Regions from separate parts of the Sus scrofa genome. Here region 2 is linked to region 1. The links are chromatin contacts, called in public Hi-C maps. All regions are on one chromosome and are shown on one strand. Each heading gives the region's core, a stretch centred on a gene start, on an enhancer-like site or on the middle of the called end of the contact. The rest is flanking DNA. Distances are from core to core; before and after follow the strand shown. Region 1 holds the start of C1QTNF6 (C1q and TNF related 6). Region 2 holds the start of TST (thiosulfate sulfurtransferase).

Region 1 (3,825 bases), core at 820-3,319:
GTTTTGCTTTTTAGGGCTGCACCTGCAGCATATGGAGGTTCCCAGGCTAGGGGCTGAATCAGAGCTACAGCTGCCGGCTGATGCCACAGCCACAATGCGGGATCTGAGACATATCTGCAACCCACACCACAGCTCACAGCAATACTGGATCCTTAACCCTCTCAGCGAGGCCAGGGATCGAACCCGCAACCTCATGGTTCCTAGTCAGATTCGTTTCCGCTGCCCCACGGTGGGAACTCCTAAGCTGTTCCATTTTAAGGTATTTATTTCTAGAGAGTTCCCATCGTGGCTCAGTGGTAACGAACCCAACTAGTATCGCAGGTTCAATCCCTGGCTTCGCTCAGTGGGTTAAGGATCCAGCATTGCTGTGGCTGTGGTGTAGCACAGCAGCTGCATCTCCAATTCAACCCCTAGCCTGGGAACTTCCATATGCTGTGGGTGTGGCCCTAAAAAGACCAAAAATGAATAAATGAATAAATAAAGAATAAAGTATTCATTTTTAAAAGAAGCATAAGGAAGATAACTTTTAGGTGTATGCGATGCCTACATCATTATGTGCAGCCCTTGAGAGGGACCCAGGACCCTCCCCTGTCTCTGCACCCCTTCCTTCCCTGCTCAGCAGCTGTCTGAACCTGCCCCTTGGCCCTCAGGGAAGGTCACAGAGGCTGAAGGAGGCCCATTTCCTAAAAACAAAAAATGGGGGACCCAGAAAGGCTGTTGTATCCAGGAGCCCCACAGGGCCCTGCTCAGTTAGCTGTACTCCTGTGGCCCCCAAAGGTGAGAATGTCACCACTTCCCTCTGCCCAGGGGACAGACCCCCAACTGTAACCTTTGCCCACAGCTGTGCCCAGCTGTGCCATCATGGGAACTCCAGTGGGACAGAGAACATGGAACAGGATTGTGGTGCCTCTTCCCTAACTGTGTGACCCTGGGCAGGTCACATCAGCTCCCGCCACTAGCTCCCTTACCCCCGAGGCTGGGGTTAGAAGAGTAGAAATGCTGGATATCAGTACCCTCGGGGGTCCCGAAAGCCCCTGCAAAGATGAAGGCTGGCCCGGGCAGGGAGCTCAGCAAATATAGAATGAGAGGGGGCTGGAGGGTGAGGGGCGTTTGGGACAGTCTTTGCACAGGGGTCTCTGACCCCAGGGAACCAGGGCTGCAGCCTTTGCTAAATTACCTGCAGCCTAAAGAAGCTGAGGCAGGACCTCTCCTGGGGCCCAGGGGCTTTCTGTACAGGCTGCCCTCCTGTGAACTTCTCAGGGTGGCATTTCCAAGGGAGATTGGCTCTGGAAAACCAGGAAGATGGACAATCACGGCAACATTCCAGGCAGAGGAGGAGGACATTTGTGTCCATAGGGGGTAGGGGGATTGACCTGGCTGCCACCCTCCCCAGATACCCGAGGAGGTGATACCCACACTCAGTGAACATGTATTCAGCAAACCCTCCCTGGAGACTGGTGTGGATGGGGCTGGGAGTGGAGTTTTACAGACGCCTAGGGGCTGCGGGCAGGGGAGGGACTGGCCCGTGGGGCCAGTGCCAGGATTCCAAGCTGAGGCCACTGGGTTGGTGCCCGTGCCCTCTCCGCGGGGCCTCCTGCCTCGGTGACTCAGAACTGATGAGCTCTTCAGCTAAGGCCGGAGCCCCGCAGCATCCAGCATTGGGTTTCCAGCACTGCTCCTCCTTCCTGAGCAACTTTTGGGGCTCCTGCTCTTCCCCTACCCCGGTCTCAATTTCCTCAGATTTCCCAGCTCTGCACAGCGGGGGGGGGCCTTACACCCCTTCCTGCTGGGACCTCACTGGGTCTCTGAATTCAACAAGAACCTCTTGGACTGCCGCAGGGTTAAGCAAAGGAAATCCAGGGCTCCCTTTATCTCTGCAGAACCCAGAGGCTGGAGGGGAGGGAGCAGGGAGGAGGGAGGTGGGAAAAGCCAGCTCAGCCCGCTCCCTCCGCCCGCCCGCCCACCCGCCCTGCCTCCCTCCGCTCTGCCTCCCTCCCTCCTCGGCCAGCCAGCCAGCCAGCCGGCCGGCCCTGGGGGTCTGCGCCAGCAACAAGTTATTATCGCAGACATGGACCAAGGAACCAGAGGCCGCCCAGAAGCCCGCGGTCCATGAGCTGCAGTTCAAGGCTGCAGGACACTGGGTGAGTGATGGGAGGGCCTGCGCTTCCTCCAGCAGGGCCGAGGGGTTTGGGGTCAGAGCCTGGAATTCCTCTCTTTTCTCCTCTCTTCCTGGACACACATCCTTAGCGGCACTGCTTTCTCTCTCTGACCCCTGCCAGCCCCTGCTAGGCTCTCCCCACCCCATTCCCTCCTGTGACCGGAGACAGGGCTGCCCTCTGCGGTACCCGGCTTGTGCCCACCGCAGCCTGGACATGCACCCACTCAGCTCAGCAAGACTGCAAAGAGGGAGACCCCCAAATCCTCCCCCCCGGCCCCCGCCACCTTGGCATGGTCCCATCACACTTGATCCCAGCCTGCCAGCATCCCGGGACCCGGACTGGAGGACTGGACCGGAGCCAATCAATGACTGATTGTGGTTATTGCTACTTTTGTTAAAGGCTACTTTGCTTCCTGCTTCCTGCCTCTCCCCCTTCCCCCACCCCAGGTCACAGTTCTGTGTCACAGATCTTTTGAGTCCCCAGCTGGCTGGGCCAACAAAAATGTCCCCAAACCATGCCAGTCCTGTGGGAGAAATTCCCCTCTTCCTGTCCCATGTCCCTGGGAAGAGGTCATGGTGGGCAGTGGAGAAAGGAACTGACTTTTTACTAAGATTCTTTTACAAGCCAGGCACTTTCCCCGCAGTTAAATCCTCCCAAACAACCTGGTTGGGAGAGAAAGTTGTTTCCTCCTTGTAAATGTCATGGAGCAGGAAGCTCAGAGAGGTTAAGCCACTAGCCCTAGGTCACACAGCTTGTAAACTCTTCTGGGGATCTCAGATCTGACTCTCAAGGCTTACCTTTTCCTATGAGTTCATGTCTATGGCCAGAAAAAAAAAAAAAAAAAAAAGAGGGGATTTTGCGCTTCTCAAAACCGTTTGGGGACTTCCCATCATGGCTCAGCGGAAATGAATCTGACACGTATCCTTGAGGACCCAGGTTCGATCCCTGGTCTTGCTCCGCGGGTTAAGGATCTGGCATGGCCGTGAGCTGGGGTGTAGGTCACAGATGAGTCTCGGATCTGGCGTTCCTGTGGCTGTGGTATAGGCTAGTGGCTACAGCTCTGATTCGACCCCTGGTCTGGGAAGCTCCACGTGCTCGGCCATGGGTGCTAAAACAAACAAACAAACAAAGCATCACACAAACCATTGGGATGTGTAATTTACAAATAAAAGATAAGGGCGATCATCTCCAGCAGGATTGGACCTGGCTTGTGGAGCAGAATCAGAAAGCCAGATGGGGGTGGGGTAGCAGAGGCAGGGGCAGAGGGGAGCTTGGGAAGTGTCACCTCCAGGAGAGGGGTGGTGGCTCCGGAGACTCCCTACCCACCCACCCCTCCCCATCTTGCCACTTCCCAGCCCCAGGGAGGGGGGAGGGGGGTGTTGAGGGGAGGGCTCCTGCCCCTTTAAAACCCAGCTCTTACTACAGTGCTCAGGTTAGGATAGAATGGTATTTAAAAAAAAAAAAATCTTCATTTTACCTTCTCTACACATATTAACCACAAAAAAATATTTTTGAATTGTACTAAATGTTAAAGGAGAACAGAAAGGAAATAAACAAAGAAAAATGCCAGAAGTGTAAAAACCAGTCTGGTTTCAAAAGCTGAGTTTCTGATCCTGCGATAACTAGGTGCCAGCCCTCAAAGACTGCCACCACCTCAAAGGCTCTC
Region 2 (3,435 bases), core at 205-2,704, 150 kb after region 1:
TAAGGACGCCAAGACAAACGGGACAGCCCCAGACCCATCTTCGGAGTGTATACAAACTATACTAGAGGAAGTGTGAGCCCCGGCCTGCTGTCTGGGGTGGGCCCAGGAAGAACAGGGCTCCAGTCAGACCGGCCCTTCTCCAAGGGCCTCCCCAGCACACTCTCTCCCCCAACTGCAAAGCACAAAGCTCAGAGGATGACCTGGCGAAGGACCAATTTTTGCCACTTTTGGTGAGAATATAATTGCCTCAGAATGAAAAGAATGTTTCAAAGGGGGATGAGAGGAGTTCCCACTGTGGCACAATGGAATCGGTGGTGTCTTGGGAGTGCTAGGAGGCAGGTTCCATCCCCAGGCCAGCACAGTGGGTTAGGGATCCGCTGGGGCCACAGCTGCAGCTTAGGTTGCAACTGTGGCTTGGATCTGATCCCTGGCCAGGGGAACTTCATATGCCACCAGAAGGCTGAAAAAAAAAAAGAAAGAAAATAAAAGGGAGATGAGAAAAGTATTCCAGGCACATGTAACAGCATATGCAAAAGTCAGGGGCAGGAATTCCCTTTGTGGCTCAGCCTTAAGGAACCTGACAAGTATCCTTGAGGCTGCAGGTTCCACCCCTGGCCTTGATCAGCGGGTTAAGGATCTGGCATTGCCATGCGCTGTGGTGTAGGTCGCAGCTTCTGCTCGGATCTTGAGTTGCTGTGGCTGTGGCATAGGTCAAATCACAGCTCCAATTAGACCCCTAGCCTGGGAACTTCCATATGCTGCTTTTTGGCTAAGAAACCAAAAAAAAAAAAAAGAAAAAGAAAGAAAGAAAAAAAGTCAGGGGCAGTGGTGTTCCAGCAGTTAACACACCCATGCTAAAAACATTAATTTACGTAAAGATTGAATACAAATGCAGGTTTTTTGTTTTTTTGTGTTCTGTTTGTTTGTTTGTTTGTTTGTTTTAAGCATAAGGCTTCCGGGATGAGCAAGATACACAAAAGCAGCCCTAGGAGTTCCGTCGTGGCTCTGTGGTTAACGAATCCGACTAGAAACCATGAGGTTGCGGGTTCGATCCCTGGCCTCGCTCAGTGGGTTAAAGATCTGGCGTTGCTGTGGCTCTGGCGTAGACCGGTGGCTATAGCTTCGATTGGACCCCTAGCCTGAGAACCTCCATATGCCACGGGAGCGCCCCAAGAAATGGCAAAAAGACAAAAAAAAAAAAAAAAAAAAAAAAAAAAAAGCAGCCCTAGCCTCCTGAGCTTAAGATCCAAGATTAACGATAGCCTGGTCTCCGCCTCACCTCGTGTGCCCCTGGGCAACCCGCTGGTTCTCTCTCTTTGGTGTTTAAATTAAGTTTCTGACCTACTCCGCAGGGCTGTTGTGGGAAGTGACACCCGCAGGGTTGTTGTGGGAAGTGACACCCGGGGGAGGAGCACCCTGCGGAGTTCCTCACCAAGCAGGCCTTGACAAATGTTAGTTTCCTTTCGCTCCAGCAAGTTCTTTGCCAGTTTGTCCTCCCCGGAGCCTCTGGGTCAGCTGGCCTCCTCTCCCAGGCTTCTCCGGCTTTATGAGCCCTACTCCCTCCCTCCTACCCTCTCTGGTGGCACCAGGTGACACCATCCTCCACAGGTCCCCCTCCCGCGGCCACTCAGCCCGACCCCATTCTGCCGGCCTCCCCCAGCTGCTGCGGACAGCCATCCTGAGGGTGAAGCCAGGGCCGCGCCTTCCCTGCTAGGCTGCAGCCCCCAGCTCTGCTCTGGCCCCGGGGCGGCGGGGGGACGTCCCAGGCTGAGCATCCGGACGATCGAGCTCCCTCTAAAGAAAGGCAAGCGCCACGCCGCCCCCGCAGTCACCCGAATCTCGGGATCCTGGCTTCCGGGCTCGGCCATTGCCCGGCGCAGAGCGCCCCCTCCCCGCGCCCGCAGCTGTCCCCTCCTCCCGTCACCAACCTGCTGCCGGCCAAAGGGAGGAGACAACGGCACAGCCCACTGCTGCGGCCACTCGGAGCCCGGGCTGCCGGCGCCTTCCACTGGCCAGGCGGGAGCGGGGGAGGCCCGAGCCGCCGAGCCCTGCCCCACGCCCCTTCCGCGCCGCCCACCGCCCGCGGCGGATCCTGGAGCATCTAAGAGGCGCTGCGAGCCGGGCGGGTGGCCGGGGGACGGACGCGGCGCCGCGGCGGGAGCGCGGAGCTGGGCGAGGGGCGCACGATCCCCCCTGCGTGGAGGCGCAATGGAGTGGGCCGGCCGGGGAGTTGAGGGCTCCGGGTTTGAACCTGCCAACTTCTCCAGCGGGCAGGGGCGAGCGCCAGGGCGGCGGCGAGGGCGAGTGAGTGCGGCGGGGTGGGGCGGCAGCAGACGCCCGGGCCGCCCGGAGTTGGGCCGCCGGCCGGACCACCTGCCACCCAGGGGAGGGTCCCGGTGGGGAGAGTGGGGCGGTCTGCCCCAAGCACCCTGGCCCCAACCGGGGCAGAGGGCACCGGGCCGGGCTGGACTGGGGCGTTCGGGAGGCGGGCGAGCCCATGTTGCTGAGAGGCCGCAGGAAGGTTTGCTAGACGCGAGGCGCGGGTGCGTGCAGGGCTCCAGCGAACCGTCCCCATGCAGCCACTCTCCTGCAGTCCCAGGAAGGGGGCTTTAAGCCCAGGATGCCTTCTCCCGTCAACCTGGGCACCTTCAAACAAGATCTTGAGGGCGAGGATTGCAGCTTGTAGGGCCAGACACCCTCCCTTAGAAGCTCTCGCCCCACCTCTTTCTGCGCGGGAGGGGGCGCAAGGAGACGCGGAAACAGGCTTTCCTTAGGGAACCTACAACCCTAACCCCACCGCACGCCAGCAGCCCTGCCGGCTTGCTGTAAACACGACACCCCGGGGGAGTGCAGCGGGGCAAAGCTCATCCTCCCAGGCCCTACCCCACTGCTCCCACGGTCCTCATACCGGTCTCTTTCCTGATTCCCACCCGCGCCAGGTGACACGCAGAGCTGAAACCATGGTTCAGCAGGTGCTCTACCGGGCGCTGGTCTCCACCAAGTGGCTGGCGGAGTCTGTCCGGACTGGCAAGCTGGGGCCAAGCCTGCGAGTGCTGGACGCCTCCTGGTACTCGCCGGGCACCCGCGATGCTCGCAAGGAATACCTAGAGCGCCATGTGCCCGGCGCGTCCTTCTTTGACATAGAGGAGTGCCGGAACAGAGAGTCACCCTACGAGATGATGCTGCCCACCGAGGCGGGCTTCGCTGACTACGTGGGCCGCCTGGGCATCAGCAACAACACGCACGTGGTGGTGTATGATGGTGATAACCTGGGCAGCTTCTATGCGCCGCGGGTGTGGTGGATGTTCCGGGTGTTTGGCCACCGCACCGTGTCAGTGCTCAATGGTGGCTTCCGAAACTGGCTGAAGGAGGGCCACCCAGTGACATCTGAGCCCTCACACCCAGAGCCAGCCATCTTCAAAGCCACACTGGACC

Evidence for each region. A called contact is a pair of places that touch in the nucleus more often than the background predicts.
Region 2: a Hi-C map of liver shows a contact between it and region 1, with 4 times the contacts expected there. The contact joins the promoter of TST here to the promoter of C1QTNF6 in region 1. A contact is called at or near these places in 1 of 5 promoter capture datasets (liver) and 5 of 47 Hi-C or Micro-C datasets (heart right ventricle, liver and skeletal muscle).

Annotation. Positions count from the first base shown.
Region 1 is chr5:10,599,800-10,603,624 of Sscrofa11.1, forward strand. It overlaps C1QTNF6 (C1q and TNF related 6), which reads left to right and starts at 2,070. Exons shown (of 3, transcript NM_001142830.1): 1 at 2,070-2,141.
Region 2 is chr5:10,747,810-10,751,244 of Sscrofa11.1, forward strand. It overlaps TST (thiosulfate sulfurtransferase), which reads left to right and starts at 1,455. Exons shown (of 3, transcript XM_005663810.2): 1 at 1,455-1,804; 2 at 2,940-3,435. The coding sequence starts at 2,961. It overlaps MPST (3-mercaptopyruvate sulfurtransferase), which reads right to left and starts at 2,017. Exons shown (of 3, transcript XM_021091532.1): 1 at 1,929-2,017; 2 at 1-460. It overlaps MIR9819 (microRNA 9819), which reads right to left and starts at 1,801; the gene lies at 1,704-1,801.